2 separate regions of the Hordeum vulgare genome follow, and region 2 is linked to region 1. The links are chromatin contacts, called in public Hi-C maps. All regions are on one chromosome and are shown on one strand. Each heading gives the region's core, a stretch centred on a gene start, on an enhancer-like site or on the middle of the called end of the contact. The rest is flanking DNA. Distances are from core to core; before and after follow the strand shown. Region 1 holds the start of LOC123398190 (trafficking protein particle complex II-specific subunit 130 homolog). Region 2 holds the start of LOC123452247 (splicing regulatory glutamine/lysine-rich protein 1).

Region 1 (3,593 bases), core at 809-3,308:
CGGAGTGAATCTTCATGAAGATTAGTCACCTCAAACATAAATGCCAAACTTTCCTGAAGAAATAAGAGTGTAAGCTCAAGAAAGCCACACAAACATACAGGTAATAAAACACAGTGCCACTGAGAATGAAATAAGTAACAACAATTGATAAGCATTAGAAATGGTTCCATTGCTAACCTTCAGAATGAAAAAGTTGCAGAAGTTCCATATCGGTGTGAATCGCTGCTCACTTAACCTGCGGTTTTCCTCTTCATAGAACTGAACCCTTCTATCCAATGTGTTTCTTATGCAGTCCACCATTTTCGAGTCAAAATCATCCCAGAATTCATCATCAGGTCCATGCAGATCAAATTTGCAGCACCTATATCATTGGTGGGCATTTTAAATTTGCATGTAATTAAGTATTATTTGCAGTATCTGAACTGAAAACCCCAAAAGGAGTTGCTTGAAAATTCATAAATGGAGGCATCCTCCGAAAAAAATCAGTGCAAGATGACATGTGACAGTAGGATGTTGAAGTCAAACAACAAATACATACAAATATTCAGCACACGGATATGTGTGTTACTAACTCCACTATGGAGACATGGCAAGAAACTTACCTTTCTCTCTTTTTAGTGTTGAAATCGGCCTCAAGCCTAGCGTATACTTTCTTTGCCATCTTAGTTGCTTGATCATTGCTAGGATGGGCCTTCGACACAAATACAATGAACCATTCTCTCTCATCATTTTGCACAATTAATTTGAGGCGAGGCTTAAGAATGGTCTTGAACTCATCAAGATCCTGTACATGTCATATATGTGAAGGATGGCAAAAAGTCATGGTCCATTTGAAAAGTGATGTTATCTAAGACTAGAATCAGAAAGAGCAGCATGCAGCATGATATATTTAAAAATGTGGAGAGAAATACCTCGCAAGTAACAAGAACAACAGTAGCATACGGTTCGCGAAACCAAAACAAGTATTGTTCTTGTGGAAACCGACTACGCAGCCTTGAATCAGTTGTCTGTATAAACTCAGCTGGTAGGTTTTCCACAAGAACAGGGTTCCTCGCCTTGTTATTGAGACAGGCTTTCTTGACTGGCAAGCGCTGCTTGAAACTATCTTTGACGTTGAGCCACAAGTCACTGACATCCTCAACTGTTACAAAAGATTATTTGCTGTATGAGAAGGAAATTATATAACAAATACACAAATTTGATCTCGCATTTTGTCAGCATGTGCGGTGAGGAGCAAAAGTAGTCGTGTTAGTCAACTTTCATTGTATAGCTCCGGGCTATACCAATGGGCATCTGCCTGTCCAACACTACAACACTACAGATGTGTGCAATTTGAGATAAATTTCATAATATGCTGGTGCATTATGTGGTTTCCATGCAAATTGTTTGGCCAAATTGGAAATTGGAGACAACACTCATTTCCCATTAGCTTAAGCACTGCGAACTTCACTTGTCACTAATTGAGATGCGACCAGCAGGAGGCAAAACACAACCCTCCAGTCCTCAGATCACCATGAATATCACTCAACAAGATGTCACAGCAAGCCCGAGACCACCATTTCATCTCTATTCTCTATAGATGTCACCATTTCGTCTCCAATTGCCGCCTGATCGGGCGCAACCCGAGAGCGTAGGCCCGAGATCACGCGGGCCGGCTGCGCAGATCGCGCTATGCTGCGAGTCGCGGCAGCGTGCGAGAGAGCGCGTTTCATGGTAGGGATGGGATCCGAGGGGTTAGGAGTAGAGTTAAAAGAGGGGGTGGCGTACCGGCGATGACGATGCGGTCGGAGGAGGACTTGATGGTCTGGAACTGTGCCAGATAGTTGGCCATGACCGCAGCCGGCTCAGGGGCAATGAGATAGCTTCGGCGCTGGGGCTACTCCTCCATGCGGCGAGCGCTCCGCCGCCAGGGAGGTCGCCGGAGACAGGGACGAGGCGGGGGAGTGGCGAGATGCGGAGGGGAGGGGAGAGTGGTGGGGGAGTTGAGTTTGGTGGAGACGACAAGGCGGCAGGCGCTCAAGCGGGTCGGGTCGGGTGCGAAGCGGGCAAATGGCTAACGGGGCGAAGAGGCCGTGCGGTGGTCCAACTGAGTAGCTCGTTGGACAATTTTTGTGTTTTGACTTTTGGCCTAACAAATTCTAAATTTAACCTTACTTTAAAAAAAATCAAATCTAACCTCTTTTGGTGATGTCAACATCTATGGCATCTGATTTGTATGGAAGACGCTAAGATCCCTAACGTATGATATGGACTTGAATGATCGGCTGATCGGCTGAGTGTGTGACGTGCCTCGGTATCACACGCCATGGACCCTAGCGTCTGATCCTGGACCACACGCCACGGACCATAGCGTCTCGTCCTGGACCACATGCCAAGGACCCTCGCGTCTTGTACCAAACGTCGGGGACCTTGGCATATGGATAACGTGGCACATGTTATCAAAAAAATGTTTGTGTGATCTGTTCTGACGAGACGTCAGGGTCACTAGCTTTTGGTACCAAACGTGAGAGTCCTTGGGGTCTGGTCCACGACGAGACGTCAGGGTCCCTCGCGTGTGGTATCGAGTCACGTCACAGACTCAACAGATAAGCCGGTCATGCAAAACATCAGGGACCTTGGTGTCTTCCATGCAAACCAGATGTTACGGATGTTGGCGTCACCAAAAGAGCTCAGATTCAATTTTTTCTGAAAATAAGACCAATTCCGGAATTTGTTAGGTCAAAACATAAAAATTGTCCTCGCTGGCTACGGTTGTGTAGGTCGAGTCGTTAGAGCATCTCCAACTGCGCCCCAACAAGTCCCCCAGGCCAAAAAAAATCGTCGGCGGAGAAAAAATGGCCCAATCGTGCCCCAGGAGCCCTTTTTCATCGGTTAGGGCGGAAATTGGCCCCGACGGTCCTAGATCGAACCCAACGTGCTAGGGGCGCATGGGGGCGCCGGCGTAAACGTTTTTGGCACGAAACAACTATGGACCCACCGAGTCAGCGACTGACGCGCGGTCATCATCCTCATCGCCTCGTTTCCCGCGAGAATCACTGCGAAGGTTGCACCGTCGGTCAGCCTTCCATTGATTCTTCACGACCGTCGTAGTGAAGGCGCGGCGACGCACGTCCCGTCCATTCGGCACCGCTCCGCGTGCCCGCCCGCCCGCAATTATATAAGTCGCCCCTCTCCCCGTCGATGGACACACGCCTCTCTCGCTAGTATCTCGCCGTCGACGCCCTCTCCTATTTCGTCACCGGCGCCTCCTCTCCCTCTTTCTCCCCAAAAATGGTCGAGCGCTTCCCCGGCGATGGAGCAGCACCTAATGGCTTCGGCCGCCGGCACCTCCACGAGGACGAGGCCCGCCTTCTCTACGAGGTGGACTATCCGGCGCCACCGCACATGCGGGTGTTGGGCTCGTGGAGGCTGAGCGCCGGTGAAGTCCGAGTGCCACCCCTGCCTTCTGGAGCTGACCGACGAGCGGAGACCGCGCGCATCCGGTCGCCGTTGCCGGAGAGCTCGCGGAACTTGTTGAGGTACGCCCCCAACAGCATCATGTTGTGGACGACATACTTCGAACGCCGGCACGCCGCCACCAACGGGGTCAAACC
Region 2 (3,593 bases), core at 622-3,121, 360 kb before region 1:
AAGGACTTGTAGTGCAACTCAAATCAGGGTTTTAAATAATTAGAAATAAGAAAAAGGATTTTGAGAATATTTAGGTTATGAAAAATATGTTTTTTGATATCACACAATCAAGCATACAAGCATACAATGATAACCATGGCACTCACATCATTGATTTTAAAAAGTTTTAATAAACTCAGATTTTTTTGAACTACACTAAAAGTAAAGTGAAAACAGGGTGTGACAACAACGTACACATGTTTGTTGCATTGACAACTCAATATCATCATAGTACATAAATGCATTGCATTGACACCGACTTGTAAGATCAACAAACACATTGATGACACACAAAAATGTCGGTTACATTTGACAACAACTGCTTAGGTCGGCCAACACATAAATGTATTACACTGAAGTTAGCTGATCATAATGACATTACTACTTATATAATCCAAAATGACACACCATTCAGTACACTACCACAATGATACACTATTCAACGACTAAATTTAGAAAGTCATAACAACTAATTCAACAATACTAACACAATCTCACAACCTCGGTTTTACTATTGACTATAACAGCATAAACGTATTCCTGATTCCCCGTCGCATCTTCAGAAGCACTACCACTCTTCACTTTCTTCATCTTGGTTCCAAAAAATACTCAACATCTACCTCAGCTATTCCTTTATTAATAACGTAGTATAACATTTTTCATACAACCAACATCATCAAACAGAAAGCAACAATCTATTTGCCATGTCTTCACAAGGTATACAGAAAAGTAATCTTCATGACCACCCTGAAAGAAATGTAATCACTAAGATGGGCCTTTAAGCTTTGGCAATGATAGCTTGTCCCTTACAATCTCTAAGATTGCATCATCCCCTCCGCCCCAATATAGTCTAGCTCAGGCCCAATTCAAACAAATTCCTCACCAAAATCACTTGGATCCATGGTTACTGAACAAGACCTATTATGCAACATAAAATTATTTTCTATTAGCTAATTCAATAATTAAAAAAAGAGCAATTTTTAAGCTCAAATGTCTAACATCTTCGACAAAAGAAAATCATAGAAACCATCATTTTTGTATTTTAAACCCTAGCCATACCCAAGTAACAACGAAGAATGTGATAACAATAACATTAAGAGGAAAAAAAGAATACTAGCATATTGCGTGTACTTCATCCATAACGACCAGCCGCTTACCACCTACATGTCTGAAGGTGAAGGAGAGAAGGGAAAGAAGTGGGGAAGAGTTGGGGGGGGGGGGTTGTTTGGTGTTGTGGTTATGGTTGTGAACTTGTGGTAGACTAGGATTGGAGTGTATATGGTGGCAGTTTCAGAAAAATTATGCAAACCAACCCGTGGTTGGATTGTTAGGAGGACTGTGCTATCCCGTGTCCACCAGAGTTTAAATCTTAGATTTGACATTGATGTTTACATTTTTTTCTAAATTTATTTTAGACCTTTCAGCGCTGTGCGTTTAGTGGGAGGAGACGTTCCTATCAACTACGAAGGCGTTTGCGACGAGTTCGTCAATCTCAAGATGATGTGCCGATTCGGTCTCTCAAAAGTCTTCATAGGGATAGGGTCTGTGTGCATGCGTTCATAGGCGTGAATGTATACTCGTGTATGTGAGCGACTTCAATTGTACTCTGCTAAAAAAAAGTTTAAGGAATTTTAGTTCAAACTTTTTTTTCTTTTAATTTAAGGAAAAGACGGCTTGCGTTCAGCCGAGCGCCGGCGCACACGCGCGCTTCCCGTCTGCCGACTCGGTCTGGTTCACGAGGCCCAGCCTCCGGGCTACTGCCCGACCGAGACAATCGATCGAGCCGCTCCTCGCATTTCCTTTACCCTTTCCTTTTCCGCGAGAGAGGAAAGGAATAACGTACGTGCGTGAGATTTTTCCCGTCAAACACCCCGTCTTCCCTCGCCGCCGCCGCCGCCACCGCGACGACCCGCGAGCCATGGCGCCGTCCGCCAGCTCCTCATCCTCCTCCTCCGACAGCACGGACTCCACCGGTTCCTCCTCCTCATCGGGGAGCGACCGCCGCGTCCGCCGCCGCCACAGCCGCCGCAAGGACGCCGCGCCGTCCACCTCCTCCTCCTCCGCGCTCAAGGTGCGCAAGGACCGCAAGCCCCGCCACAAGCGCCGCCGCCGGGAGAGGCGGAGGTCCCGTTCAGACGACGACGGCTACAGGCGAGCCTCCCCCTCCTCACCCCCTCTCCGTGTATAGGTTTCCGTTGCTAGCTAGGGTTAGGCTGAAAGAGCTCGTGATCTAGGAGATTCGGTTGGTGCGGATGACTTTGGAGGGTCGGGTGAGAGGAAATATATGCGTAGATCAACATCGGTGTCTCGATTTCCCTGTTGGAATCAAAGGGGTAATGACACGCAGCTCTTCCTTCTAGAATTGGGCTTGTTGGAGATTTTGCACCAAGTCCGAGATACAATACCTAGGCTGGGTAATAAGAACTAACGAGGACAGTAGTATATGCTGCACTTCAGATTGCTATGGGTGGTGATAGAGTTGCAGTGTTGATCAAAGACAGAAAGCATGTGAGGTGATAAGGGGAAAACTATGGTTGCGATTTGAACCTGGAACTTTTAACTAGCTTCGTTTTGTTCTTTCTGTTACAGATATCTCTTGTATGATACTCCCTCCGTCCCAAAATTATTGTCTTAGGTTTATATAAAAATGGGTGTATCTAAATACTAAGATGTGACTAGATACATTCATATATAGATAATTCTAAGACAAGAATTTTGGGACGGAGGGAGTATAAAGGAAAGGCTTCTTAGATATGAGTTGAGCTTGCTGACTATTTATTAATGATCAGTGAGTGCCACATTTACCAATTTTTGGGGTGACATGTCTTTTAAGAAGTGGAGATGAGGGCCATCTGGTCATTGGCAGTCGATGTTTCATTCTATGATGATATTTTTTCCTGTGAAAAGAACCAACGTTGACAGTAATATATGCTGGAAATTGAGCGAAATTACTGTTCTGCATGGGATTGCTATTGATGGGGATAGAGCTGTAGTGCTGATCAAGGAATGTAATCATGTGAGGTGATAAGGAGACTATGGGAGGAGAATGGTTGTGATCTAAATCCGGAACTTTTAAGTTGTAACAAGCGGTGTTCTTTTCTTTCATTAGTTAATAAAAGTCACTCAAGATAAGAACTTTTATTTCATCAGTTAATAAAAGTCACTCAAGATAAGAACTTCTTAGATACGAGCTGAGGGTGCTGATATATTTTCTAAGAAGTGGAGGTGGGGGTCGTCTGGTCATTTCAAATCGACATCTTATTCTTTGATGAAATTTTCTCTGTGATTTGAGCTATTATGATGTCAAACTCTGGGCAGGCCGCCTTCCTGAAGAAAAGTTGTTCTGCGAACCCAAGCGAAACACATACTAAAATTAGTTTGTATTTGTTCAAGGGGAACTGTATTTGAGTTTAGGACTCCAGTTTTGTTTGTATTTTTGGCTTGTAGGGAATTGGGATCCCTCTCCCTTGCAGTCAGGAACAAGTTTAGGTGAACCTGAATCGAGTGGTTCTGAAGAAGGGTGGGATACTCGTTATGCAAATTGCAGTGATCTA

Evidence for each region. Hi-C and Micro-C count contacts between places; a contact is called where the count stands out from the background.
Region 2: a contact with region 1 is called in a Hi-C map of leaf, with 4 times the contacts expected there. The contact joins the promoter of LOC123452247 here to the promoter of LOC123398190 in region 1. A contact is called at or near these places in 3 of 6 Hi-C or Micro-C datasets (leaf and seedling) and 1 of 1 datasets of contacts at active chromatin or transcription factors (embryo).

The regions. Positions count from the first base shown.
Region 1 is chr5H:113,027,342-113,030,934 of MorexV3_pseudomolecules_assembly, reverse strand. LOC123398190 (trafficking protein particle complex II-specific subunit 130 homolog) reads right to left here and starts at 2,058. Exons shown (of 21, transcript XM_045092690.1): 1 at 1,768-2,058; 2 at 912-1,141; 3 at 603-784; 4 at 178-361; 5 at 1-53. The coding sequence starts at 1,831.
Region 2 is chr5H:113,385,887-113,389,479 of MorexV3_pseudomolecules_assembly, reverse strand. LOC123452247 (splicing regulatory glutamine/lysine-rich protein 1) reads left to right here and starts at 1,871. Exons shown (of 6, transcript XM_045128871.1): 1 at 1,871-2,190. The coding sequence starts at 1,958.